Linked DNA regions of Hordeum vulgare: region 1 is linked to region 2. A link is a contact called in public Hi-C data. All regions are on one chromosome and are shown on one strand. The core of a region is the stretch at or near the end of the contact, and the rest is flanking DNA. Distances in the headings are between cores, read along the strand shown. Region 1 holds the start of LOC123440069 (signal peptidase complex catalytic subunit SEC11A-like). Region 2 holds the start of LOC123440058 (DNA-directed RNA polymerases I and III subunit rpac1).

Region 1 (6,469 bases), core at 3,715-6,214, 270 kb before region 2:
AAGTGAGCTTCTGGTTGTGTGCGCTCACAAGCAAATCATTTTTGTTTCCAGGGAAAATCAAATAATATTTTCATGTCCGCCCTTTGAAAAAGAAATTCATATAATGGTTCGAGCAGTTCTATTCTCACACCACCTCCCTTTGTATTCCTTCTTTTCATGTAATATCGTTCAAGAATTGCTCGCTGACGGGGCTTTGTGTACAGTCACAAAAGGATCAAAGTATCCTTCTACGTTGAAAGCATGTGTCATTTCTACCGTTTCAAATAGAGTGAGGTATGGAAAAAGATTTTTTTCCTCCTCCACAAGAAAAGAGCATATGTCTTCCTCCTTCTCCCGTCGACACCGCCGCCGGTCCGCCCCATCTCCAATGACGGCCATGGAGGTGCGGAGGACTTCAGCCGCATGTTGGCGGGAGGGGCCTTGTTCTCGGTCTTGTTAGGTTCAATGTCTTTGTTGAGTCTGTGTGGTGACAACGATGTCCCCCAGTAGAAATAATGTGTTCCATATTTTATCCCCATCTCGGTGGTGCGTCTTGCTTCGTCGAAGGGCGTGTGGAGATGTGTCTCCATCGGATCTAGCGAGACTCGGTCGGTGCTGGTCTTTGATGGATCTATTTGGATTCAGTGATCGTTTGTCTTTGTTTAGGTGTTTATAAGTTTGATCCTTTCGATTTACGACTTTCTTCATCGACGATGGTTGCCACTCTGGTACGCTGGTCTTATAGGGCTTTAGCACGACGACTCCCCGACCGTCTAGCACAACAAAATTTGCCCGACTTCAATGAGGGAGGGACGATGATGACGGCGCGCCTTTGGTTTGTAAGTTGTCACTAGGTGGTCCACGGACATGGTTGTAAATTTTATTACCTCTAGTGTTCTTTGTAGTGTCATGATTGAAAATGAATAGATTGAAAGTTTCTCATGCAAGAAAAAAACAATGAGGTGTGTTGGAGGCCTACATGGAGGCCGAATCTTTTGAAAAAAAAATCAAAAATCAAACTTTTCAAAAATTGCACAAGTAAACAAGGATGTGATATATATGTGTGTACAATTTCAGGATAAAATACCTTTAAATGCGATATGTGCAAAAAAGAAAAATTCTTGGACTTTGAGGATGAATAGTGCGTCCAGTAAATAAACTCAGATTTGTGTATTTTTGTGTAGCACCCATTTTAACGTGTTTTGAGCTAAAAATTTACACACTTGTGCACTAGTATATGTGCACTTTTAAAAAAAAAAAGTACTAAACCAAAAAATTTAAATTTTGATCATTTGAAATTCGGCCTCCATAGAGGCCGAGCTTCATTGGGCATTTTCGTCAAATAAAACACAACATAGTTGAAATGGAGTATTCCCTATATTGTCGAAGAATTCAGGGGAAGGGGTCTAATCGGCATATAAGTTATTTCATGCATACCAATTGACGAGCACGTGGATCAGAATGGTATCTTCTTGGGCGTATGAGCTGTTTTGGGCTCCTTTTCTGCTGGAGAAGATAACCTCGAAAGAATGACAAAGTCGAAACACGTGCCACGAATGGCACAAGTTTTCCGACACATAGGCAAAGTACGGACCGAGGGAGGAATCGGATTCTGAGACTTGAGGCAGTTGTAGCTTATCAGACAGTAGTACGTGCTTGATGTTCAACGCGCACAGCGTGTTATCCTATATTCCTATCAATCACCAGAAACGCAAGCCCAGCACTGGTCAAATATTGTCCCGAATCCTCCCTCTGCCCTAGTCAAATTATTCCCCATCTACCGACATCTGAAACAGGACTGCGAGCAAAAAAAGGTTACAGGTGCATGAATGATGTGAATTATTAAAAGAATATGATGAGATACGAAGGCCAGGTGCATGAATGATGTGAATTATTAAAAGAAGATGATGAGATACGAAGGCCGTTTGCCCAAATGAACGCCTGAAGAAACCCAAGACAATGAACGCCTTTAGAAACCCAAGACAAAAAACAGGAAAAAAAATGCGGTTAGAGTTGCACCCCGTGGAAGGAACTGGAAGAGCTGGGTGCAGCTTTATTTTATATCCTCCTGATCAGGATGCAATTTCAAATGTCCAGCGAGGCATGACATGTTAATCTGAAACCGTAATAGGTTGCAAGAGTTGAGTAGATATTTGCATGTGCACACAGACAACAGATATTTACAAGTTCCAGTTCCAATTCCCAAATTCCAGGCTCAATCGGAAATAAGAACAACCAGATTGCTGCAAACCACAAGGAGTTTGACCTAACAGAACGCCTCTTACCATCGGCGAATTTGATTTCCTTTTTCCTGGAGAAATATGTTACCCAAATGCAATAATAAGACTGAAGTCATTAGTTAAGAAAGATCGAAGTCATTAGCTAAGACCATCAGAAGATGACTGTTGCATAAGAGCTGGGTTTAGGCTTTTGGGCAGAGACAACTGTAGGAACAGATAAAAATACATCGTCCAGTTGGTACACGGCGCAACAAAACTTGTTCTGCCCTCGATTACATTTGCACTACAAGATCAAACCATGCACAAAGGTTGACAGCTTCACTCTTTCGATGTTATGACCAGCAGGCCCAGCGCGCCAATCAGAAGGTACTGCAGCAACAAGCATCACATATTAGCACTTCATAAGTGCTTCCAACTCAGGAATAGGCTCGTCGGTACTTAAAATGGAATAGACATACCTTAATAATCGGCTTCTCAGTCATCACAATAGTAACCCACCCAACATATGGTAGATAGCTGTTCATAGAACGAAAGGGTAATGCCAGCTGAATTATTTTTCACCAGTTTGAAGGCAGAACTGTGAATGTGATACAAATGTTCCAAGACACTCACCCTACAGCCCGTCCCATAATGTGATGCTTCTGAAGCCAAAGCTGCCCTTGTGCATACAAAAGTCGGTCATCCCCAAAATTATTATCACCTGAAAAGGCAGATCATCAATTGAGATACAGCAGTGCAGTGGCACCCAATGCAAGTTATAAATTGCTAACTGTTGACTGTTATTGTCAGGATTGCACAAATAGCATTACATCACTGAAGAAAAACCTATGGCACTCAAACAAAGAATGACAGATACCTTTCGTGAGGATATCAACTTCTCCACTTTCTTGGCGTTCATGAACCTATACAGATAAAAAGTAAACTCAAAACAAGCAAGAAAAGAGTTATACACATCTAATATAGATATGATGATTGATGTCATGTGATGACTTCACAATTTTATTACCTTAATCACACGGTGAACAATTGGAATTTCACGGCCCTACATAATAAATGTCCAAATGTAAACTTAGTGTCTGGAAGATCAAATACAAGCACACAATGATGGAATATAGGGCAAAATCATGAGTTCATCACCCAGCTAATAATTTACGGCTTGCAAAGTACAATAATTAAGTAGGACTTACATCAATATTAAAAACAACTATTTCTCCAGTGCGGATAGGATCTTGGCTCATGTGCAAAAACAGAATATCACCCTGCAAAACAGATAATTAATGATACAGGGACAAACGATGATGACACCCATTTTAGCCTACAGAACGCAAAAATGGCACTGGAATAAGAATGGAAAACTGAGAACATGGCATGCACCAATACAGATCATCAAGTGGTGGTGGCAGTAATCTCAAAACGAAACTTGGATAAATTAGACCAAGATCTTAAAGGCCATACGTAGTCCTTCACTTACAACCCAATGGAGGCCAATTATATTCTTATTCTTTTGAGAAAATCATGGAAATAATTCACTTTATGTGTTGCACATGCAACTTCGGTATTTCATATTGGTCAGATATTAACTGCAAATTACAAAACCAAATGCGTATGTTCAATTGTGAGTGCGCTTGGGTACCCCCCTAATTCGACTCGGTCCCTTCACTTAGAAAGGGTTCTATTGAAATTACTGCCTAACCCAGATGATTAAGTCACATTAGACATTAGAGGCTATCTAAAATGGTCCTCATCAAGCATCTAATAATCAGATACATATACAAAATCTAAGGATTCTTGCAGTGCGTAAGTAGGCAACAAACCCTTTTAAATCCAGGCTCCATGCTACCAGAAAGAACCACCACAACCGGCGACTCGCTCCCTGTCGCAACCATCAATCCCTTCCATATGATCAATGCCGAGGTAACAATCATACCTGCCATGGGGGAAAATCATAAATTCCTCTATGAGAACACTGTTATCAACAATTAACAATATCTAAGAGCAGCAAAACTCCAACATAACAAACAAATACAATGAGGTGTCATGTTCCCTTCTTTCCCTACACCTTACGAAATTATAAACTAATTTTTAGAAGTATAAGGAGAATCAACAAGCAATATCTAGCCAGTACTCCCTCCGTTCCATAATTCTTATCATGATTTCAGTTCAAACGGAACGGAGGGAGAAGTAGGGTAAAAACAAGACGGCCGAAAATCCCAGTATCAACGGAGTGGCCCCTGTACATTTCAGTGCGTGTGATTCTTCCAAGAAAAGAACTTAACAAAGCTCTTAGGGCAAGATCATGGACCCCCAAAAGCCTTCATATCCCAAATTATATTTTCTTTAGATCTTCACTGCCGCAATCTGGCATGCAAAAACCACAAACCGCGCGCCTTTCAGATCAAATCCCAAACTGGTCCACACGGTAGACCCCTAACTGTAAATCCCGCCGATTTCAGCGCACGGTGCAACCGAAAATACATTCAGAAAAAAATAAACACTAGACGGAGTATCGAATACGCTGAGACGAAGAAGAGATGGGAGGGCAAAAGAGGCGTCACCGAGGCTGATGATCTGCGTGAGGACCTGGCGGACCTGCATCGACCGGATCGACTCCACCTGGTCGCCGATGAACCCCATCTCGGCGGGGATCTCTCTCCCGGCGAAGCTTCTTCCGAGGGGAGGGGGCGGCGAAGAACTCAGGGTTGCGAGGACTAGAACAGAAAGAGGGTCTGCGTTTTTTCGTCTACTTTTTGCAGACAGGACCCCGCGGGCGCTGGATATTAGCCTCCGGCCCGACGCGCCTCGCTACACGTCAGAGGGCGTGGTTTAGCGCGTTGGATAGATATCGGACGGATAGCAAGCTCGTTGCGGTGCGGACGCGCGGTTCATGTCAGCTAATCCATATCTGCTCGTTGAACTGGGATCGGACGGCCAGGTAAAGTAGCTTCCATTCTAGATTTTGGATTTTTGGTTTTTTTTTTAAGGGGAAACTGCTTTGCTTTATTGATCAAACATTACGGATTACAGGAATAAAACGAGTGTCAAAGGGTTGCAGGAACCAAACATGGCGTCCCTTCCCTAAATGCAAAGCATATCTAGCTAAACTAAGAGCTTCCATATTCGAAAGTCGTTCTTCGTGAACAAAAGAAATAATCTGAAAATCAATACTTCCTTCCTTGATTTCTATGATGATTGGGGATGTGATACCGTTTGTGCCTGAATGAATGTCCTTAACTGCTTGAAGACAGTCCGAAGCGACCGTGATGTTCTGAAGAAGCATGTCCCTCCCCAAAGCTTGGATATTTGGATCAGTGAGCCCATGTAACATTAATGCAGATGCCCCTAGGTACAATCCCTTTTCATCGCAGCAAACAACGCTGACAGCTCCAATGGGAGGGTTGTTACAAACGGCTCCGTCCACGTTGATCTTAGCACATCCAGACGGTGGTGGATCCATCTTCTTGCTTCCGCTGGCCTAGTGATATGCTGTCTAGCATGCGGTATTGCCGTTGTTTTAATCGCTTCAAGCTCTGCAATGTACCTGCTGACAAAAAAGTGTGTCGCCAATGGACTTTGGTGGTCTCCTTCGTGGATCAAGCGCCTCCGTGTTGTCCAGATCGCCCATAGGGTTACCGTGATCCGTAGTAGTTTCTTTGTTGAGACCGAAGAAAAGATACTGAATAGCCATGACTTCGCATCTGGTTCAGCCGTTGCTAGCATATGCTCGAGCAGATCTGGCTCTATCAAAGCCCAAACACACCGAGCCATCGTGTAGTATAGAAGAGAGTGGTGCCATGAGTCGATGGCCCCGCAGATTGCACAACACGGAGAGGGGGCCATATTCCGGTGATGTCGAACGTCTGCCGTAGGAAGTGAAATCTGTGCAAGTCGCCAGAGAAAAACTTTGATCTTGGAAGGCACCTGGACTCGCCATAGTGTATCCCAGCCCTTCGCCTCCCTGATGTTGTCGTCAGGGCCCCCCGGCCCTCTAGCCAAGCCTCCCGCCGAAACTTTGTTGTTATGAGCATGCGATAACAGGACCTGACCGTGAAATCACCCTTCTTTTCCTGGGACCAAGCCCAATAATCATCGTACTAATGGGTGCTCAAAGGAATGTTTAGGATCACTTCCGCATCAATGGGGAGAATGGTTGTGTTTACCAGCTCCTGCATCCATCTCGCAGAAGTACTGTCAATTAGGTCTGACGCTAGCACCGGCCGATTGGGGTTGAGGCATGCAATTGGCCTCATGGA
Region 2 (6,393 bases), core at 2,076-4,575:
GTTAGCCTGGAAGAACTGAGAGACCATATCACCTTGTCACCTGCACCTGCTATGATGGCTATTTGTAGCAACAATGGAATGCTTGCCTACTGTGGGCACCATAGGAAAGGAAACGCTCAAGGTAGATGTGGTGACCTTGGAAGAACTAGGCTGTAATGATCTAGTAGTCATGGAGGTTGTGTCCATCTTCAGGGTAGTGGTGGTATAAACAGATCAAACTGATAACTGCAGTTGGTTAGATCTTCCATTTTCAATGGAAATGAAACTAGGCCTAGGACTTCTTATTTGTAAATAAATACTACAGTAGTAAAATTTAGGCGATATGACAAAACGATGATCTGGTAGACTTGGTGTTACTAGGATTGACAAACCCCTCCCTTGCTACAATACTCAGATACAACAGTCAATAAACAAGCACATCCACAGCTGCTAAAACTTCTCAGCCTCTCAAAATAGGAAGCCAAAGACAAGTTACCGTTTCCCAGGTCTTCAATGTCAAAAACATTAACTGGGCATTTTTTCACTAGCTCCTCCGCATCACCATCTTTAATTTCTTTGAGAAGAACAACCTACATGATAATACAACAATCAGCAATGGAGTCAAACATTTTGCAGTTACTTGACATTTAATTACTCGAAATGTCATAACAAGAATCTTACCTCAGGGAGCATCCTGTACCAGGCTGTAGCAACTGGAGACCACTTCGCATGAACTTTCCCCACTCCCTTAACAGCATGTGCCTCAAGCTCAATAGCCTGAAATAGAACAAAAACCATTAGAACACATGATGGTTGGCTTTTAACACAAACGGCACTCCCTGAAAATGCGTACAAGAATTTTAAAGTAGCATCAAAAAATTCTATTAGGCATACACTGACTCACATAAACTTAGGCTTGATTATTTAAATCACGACACAAGGTTATTCAGCTAAATGACAGCAAAGCAGGTTACAACTCTGAATTGACTGTGTTAAAGCTTTCTCTTGTACCATGTGGACTGAAGAAAACACTTCAAACCAAATACCATGAACAAAAGGACATAAGATAGAGCTACCAGCTAATGGTACCAAGCAATATAACTATTAGTAACAAAATAACCTGTCCTGGCCCAAGCCTGGCAATTGTTATGTCTTTATACTTCACACCAAGGGGCCTTTCAGAGGTATTCTGTTGGCTTTGACCAAAGGATGTGTAGGTCCTCTGATTGTCCCCAGATTGCGCAGGAGATGCCATGGTTAATTGGCTACCTTCTGGCAACCACTCCAATTGACCAGACTTAACTGCAAGTCAAGAAAGCTGTAAGCAATTGTATACTGCTAAAGCCCAGCCATATCACGTGAATAAATTGGATAATGCTAACAGTATAGAGGAACAACAAGCTAACCAAACTGAAATGTCTAATTAATCATTGACATAAGATACAGTTAGTTAGCAAAGTAACTTATTGATGATTGATTAAGATAATAGATTACGAGATTGGGCGCTGCTTGACTTTTAAGTCGAACAATGTTACAGGAATGGACATAAGCAGAAGTACAGTACCAAGAACCAATTATCCCCTATTTGAATCCTCATTCCATAATACATATCAGCAAAATAGGTTTGCTTAGGTGCAGGTTGTACACAAAATATTCAAAAAGTAAAGGCATGTATGCATTTAGTTCCAAAAAAATGATACAGAAGAATAAGCTGGGGCTGATTATAGATGAAGAAATAATTTGTTGATGATATTCGTTTGAAGGGCAAAGTTCCCAATAAGAAAATTGTAGGATGATTGGACACTTCACTAGGGTCCAACTTGCAGGCAAAGAATATACCTGTAAGCCTTTGTGAACCCTTTTCACATGAAACATGCAGTTTGTACACAATAGTGTTCCTTTCATTTGGGACATCATCTACAAAAGAAAATAAAAGAAGAGCATAAGCTGGATACCAACCCCATTTATGAATGTGAAACTACAAAAATTTATGGCACTGACCAGAGATATACTCAAAAAGCCTTGGATCAGCATCAAGTGGAATAAGGCCTAGTCGGTGTGAAAGGACCTCATCTGCTATAACTGAGGTATTGTCAACCATGAAAACTTTCTCAATGGCCATTGTAGGAACCTATGGATTAACATTACACAATGAATATATAACGCTTAAATATTAAACAGGAGACTTATTGGAATACCAAGAGTTATCGAGATGGAGCAGATGACGACAATATGCATACCTCTGAAATGAGTATTCTCCGGAAAGCATTAGCTATTGATGCATCAACACCAATCATATCAAACTCCATATCCTCCTCTGTAAGTCGATTTATCTCGATTTTGAAGTTACTGCAGAACTTCTCGACCGAGACACTAGTATCAACTCCCATAGCAGCAAAAGCACCCGAGTATTGAAACCCTTCTGTCTTTTGAAACATATAAGAGAAGACATACAAAATTAATATATGAGGTATCCACATAATCATACAACAACCTTCAATAATTAAACAGAAAGAAATTGCTTCAAAAACGATATGGAGATGATAAATCCTCAATCTTTTCTTAAAGTAGCAACATTTTGCCAGTATAATTGGACAATTATGACATTATATATAAACATTGCAAAACTGACAAAAGATGATTTTGGTTTGCAACCAAATTCCCAAGTAAATGCCTCACTGTACCAACCTTTTTCTAATTGAAGTCCTAAACCGAGCATAAGTAAACAAGCATTGATATTTTTTTATTATTATTTTTTTTTGAAACGAGTTGATATTTAAGAGTACATGTTCAAGCCTTTTTAACAGCAGCAAAATAGCACATCAAAACGGTGCTTGAAACCAAAATCGCATCCATTTCAATATTCTAATAATTGGCCAATCACTGTAGATGCTAAGAGAGAACGACTATGTTTCCATGGGAAATTAGGTTACTAAATAAGAAGTCTACACTGCAGAGGACATGATTTGTCACCACAAACAATTTAAGCGCATAAAACACTGCACGCGGCAAAAAAAGGGTATGAGAAGTACTAAGATGTAAAGAAGCAAAAGAACGGGGTAGGGAATAGATGGATACATGAGTGGGGGCATCGGCCTTGCAGAGAACACGGGTGCGCTGGAGCTCAAGAAAGGCTGGCAACGAGGATCCACCGGGGTTTTCCATCCCCGCGGGAGTGAGCGAGGCTGGGGGGAGGGGGCGGCGGTCGTGGCCTCGTGGCGGCGGGGCAGCCGGAGATGGGAGAGGACGAGGGCACGAGGCGTCTAGGAAGTGGGGATGAGATAGAGGCTGATGCAAGCTTGCTGGGCGCGGCGGCGGCGGCGGCGACAGGGGGGTTCTTCTCTTCTTCTATACAGGGAAGTACTAAAACCCTTCTGTGCTCGCTCCGTGGGCCCCGGTGTCAGCTGCCCTGAGAGCTGTCTTGGTGGGCCATGCATCCCGTGCTGCCTGGCCTTCCTGTAAGCGGATTAGCATCACCATCCACCATACAATCTTCATCCAACGGCTGTTGTACCCCTCGTCTTGCATCCTAATTATTTCATGGCGGCTACTACGGATCAACCGAGAAATCAGTCGGGTCCTGGCCCGACAGATCCGTCGCTCGTCATCCATTGAATCTGGTCACCGCGCCGGGTCGTCCTTCTATCACCGCAGTCGCGACGGAGCAACCGAAGTGCCTCGCCGTGGGAAGTACCGTCGCACGGCTTGCAGCTGGAGCCACACCCCCTCGCCATTAGCGCAGCAGTGCTCCACCACCGACCGTTGGCGACGCTTCACTGTAGCGCCAACCCCTTGCGTGGAGGCGCTCCATCGCAACACCCATCGTCGTCGGTGAAGCTCAATTATAGCTCCGGGCCGCCGGTGACTGCTGCATCGCAGCGCTGGCAGCCGCCGGTGAAGCTCCATTGTAGCACCGCGGAGTTGCATCGCAGCACGAGCAGTCGTCGGTGAAGCTCCATTATAGCACCGAACGCTACATCGCAGCTCCAGGCCACCGGCGGTCGCTGCATCGCAGCACCGACAGCCGTCGGTGAAGCTCCATTGTAGCACTGCGGAGTTGCATCGCAGCACGGGCAACCATCGATGAAGCTCCATTGTAGCATCGAGCGCTGCATCGCAGCTCCGAGCCGCCGTCGAGCGCTGCAATGCAGCTCCGGGCCGCTAGTGAGCGCTGCATCGCATCAGCGGCAGTCGCTTGTGAAGCTCCACAGCAACACCGCCGCGCGACCCTCCGCCCGTTGCAGCGCCGCCGCGGTTGCGTGATGTGGTGAGGTGGGCTGGAGCACCAGCGATTGTCATCACCCCCTTCGTCGCTGCAGCGCAGCGGTCCGGGCCATGGCAGGAAGCAGAGCGACGGAGAAAGAGATGGAATTGGGGAAGAAAAAGAAGAGGAAGGAGAACTAGTGGAGGAGCATGAGCGGAAGAAGATAAGGCAGGCTGGATGGAGGGGAAGCGGGGAGGGCCCACAACGATATGTGTCGCGCGGAGGACGTGACTTACAATGGAGAAAAATTAGTCGGTAGATTTTAACGCTTTTCCTTATTTCATTCACGAATTGTGTTTAGTTCAACAGTTTCAGTTCTTGTTGGAGTGTAAAATGAGGATGCAGTTTGTCATTGGATGGAGCAACTCTAGCATAGTTGTCACATCTATGATTGTCATAATGTATATGGAGCATGCTTCCTATGAATGTAGAGACTGCCCAAACTACACGCAAAAACAAGGTCGTCATATCTCAGCCTTTATTTTTATTCTTCCGCTTTCTCATTTGAACATTTAGATTCCTTTCAAAAATAAATTGTTCGCGCATCAAGCAATCATGGACACGGTTTTAGAGAAGTTGCAAGAACAAAAATATTAGCGAGTGACATGTCCAAATAACACCTTGACATTGTGTGCACCAACTCTTCTGCCGGAGTGTGCATCATCCCCTCCTCATACGGTATGTGTATTGTGCTCTTCTTCGAGGTCCCTCGAATGTATGATGATATCTCGCGCCTTCTCATTGTGCTCGGATACATCGTGATGAACCGATTGAGGTCCTGTAGGCGGGCATCTTTCATCTCCACCTACTCCACTCCATCTCCAACTTAAGTTGAATCATCTTCTTCTCGATATCTAGCCGACGTTGTTTGCTCTATTGTATAGCCTCCTATCTCGCCTTCATCTCTTCATTCTTTTTATCCTTCAACTAAAGCTTTTATTGCTTCTTTTTCTCGGCGTACTCGTTTCTTGCCCTCATCAACTTATCGATCTTGTTCTCATGGCGGCCACCTTTTCTTCTTTCTTGAGCTCCTCCTTTCTTCTCTTCGTCCCCTTGGGTCAGTCAATGCTAGACGTTAGAATGGTACTTCTAGGGACATTTGTCACTTCCTCTCCATCAACATTATCACCATCATCGTCCATCTCCAAAGAGGAATTGGTGCCTTCATAGATTATGAATTGTAGTCCTCATACCTTGTCTTCCACTTCTCATGCTCTTTCGACAAATCCTAACAACATAGGAGGCAAAACGGCTTGCCCTTCAACATGGCCATTTGTTTGCACCTTCTTGAGCTATCTCGTCCTAAAAAATAGAAATTCACAGATTGATGAGAATGCTCAAAGTAATGGAAATGTGCTTACATATTGAGCAATGATTGAACCGCTAGAAGGAGCATGCTTCGTTTGATCCTTGCAACCCATGGAATGACTACACATCTCTGAACATACCCATCGTTTTGTGAGAGATTTGAGTGTACCTTTTTGTTCTCCGTCCAAGATAAAATATGAAACGCTCCTCGATGCATGTCCAGTACTTTCCTGTGGACTGATTCTTCCGACGATCACATCAAGGAGATATCTTGCAATGCCTGGACAAACGTAGCATCCTCACCGGGCTTAAAGTTACTTCCCCAATTTTCCTTCTTCTTTGGGAGTAGGTGGCATCAAAATGATCAAACTCCATATCTTGGACAGAATCATGATAGAGAAGTGACAATGATGTGCCCTCGAAATCAACATCGTTTGTCCCGAATTCACCAATCATGCCATTAAGAAGATCATAGTTGTTGAGGGTCGATTCCCCTAAATCAAGCATATCACCACTAAATCACAAACGTTGCACATTTGCCAAAAAAATGCATGTCCACCTTGCAAAAGGAACAAACCCCTAGTACATGGCAAATTATGTTTTTTATCTCGTCGCCATTGTTGATCGAGTGCATGATTGAGAAGCCGCCTTTTTAGCCAGCTATCGAAGGAAGTGAGGGGGGCAATGGCACCGACAGCGCTCTTCCCCTTATTCTAGTTCGGTTCCTTCACCAAGGACAGCCACGACACTGACTGGGGGAGGCCACTGCCTCCCCGCGAAGGCAAAGTGTAAGTGCATCTAGTGTCCCTTAGTGATTTTGGTGTATTGAAGACTTATAGGTT

The links. A called contact is a pair of places that touch in the nucleus more often than the background predicts.
Region 1: a Hi-C map of seedling shows a contact between it and region 2, with 2.1 times the contacts expected there. The contact joins the promoter of LOC123440069 here to the promoter of LOC123440058 in region 2. A contact is called at or near these places in 1 of 6 Hi-C or Micro-C datasets (seedling) and 1 of 1 datasets of contacts at active chromatin or transcription factors (embryo).

Annotation. Positions count from the first base shown.
Region 1 is chr1H:395,555,137-395,561,605 of MorexV3_pseudomolecules_assembly, reverse strand. It overlaps LOC123440069 (signal peptidase complex catalytic subunit SEC11A-like), which reads right to left and starts at 4,964. Exons shown (of 8, transcript XM_045116660.1): 1 at 4,775-4,964; 2 at 4,034-4,146; 3 at 3,407-3,478; 4 at 3,226-3,261; 5 at 3,076-3,121; 6 at 2,832-2,919; 7 at 2,678-2,735; 8 at 2,339-2,588. The coding sequence starts at 4,853. The coding sequence ends at 2,538.
Region 2 is chr1H:395,282,470-395,288,862 of MorexV3_pseudomolecules_assembly, reverse strand. LOC123440058 (DNA-directed RNA polymerases I and III subunit rpac1) reads right to left here and starts at 3,325. Exons shown (of 9, transcript XM_045116654.1): 1 at 3,058-3,325; 2 at 2,220-2,405; 3 at 1,981-2,110; 4 at 1,819-1,896; 5 at 1,100-1,281; 6 at 661-756; 7 at 476-569. The coding sequence starts at 3,144.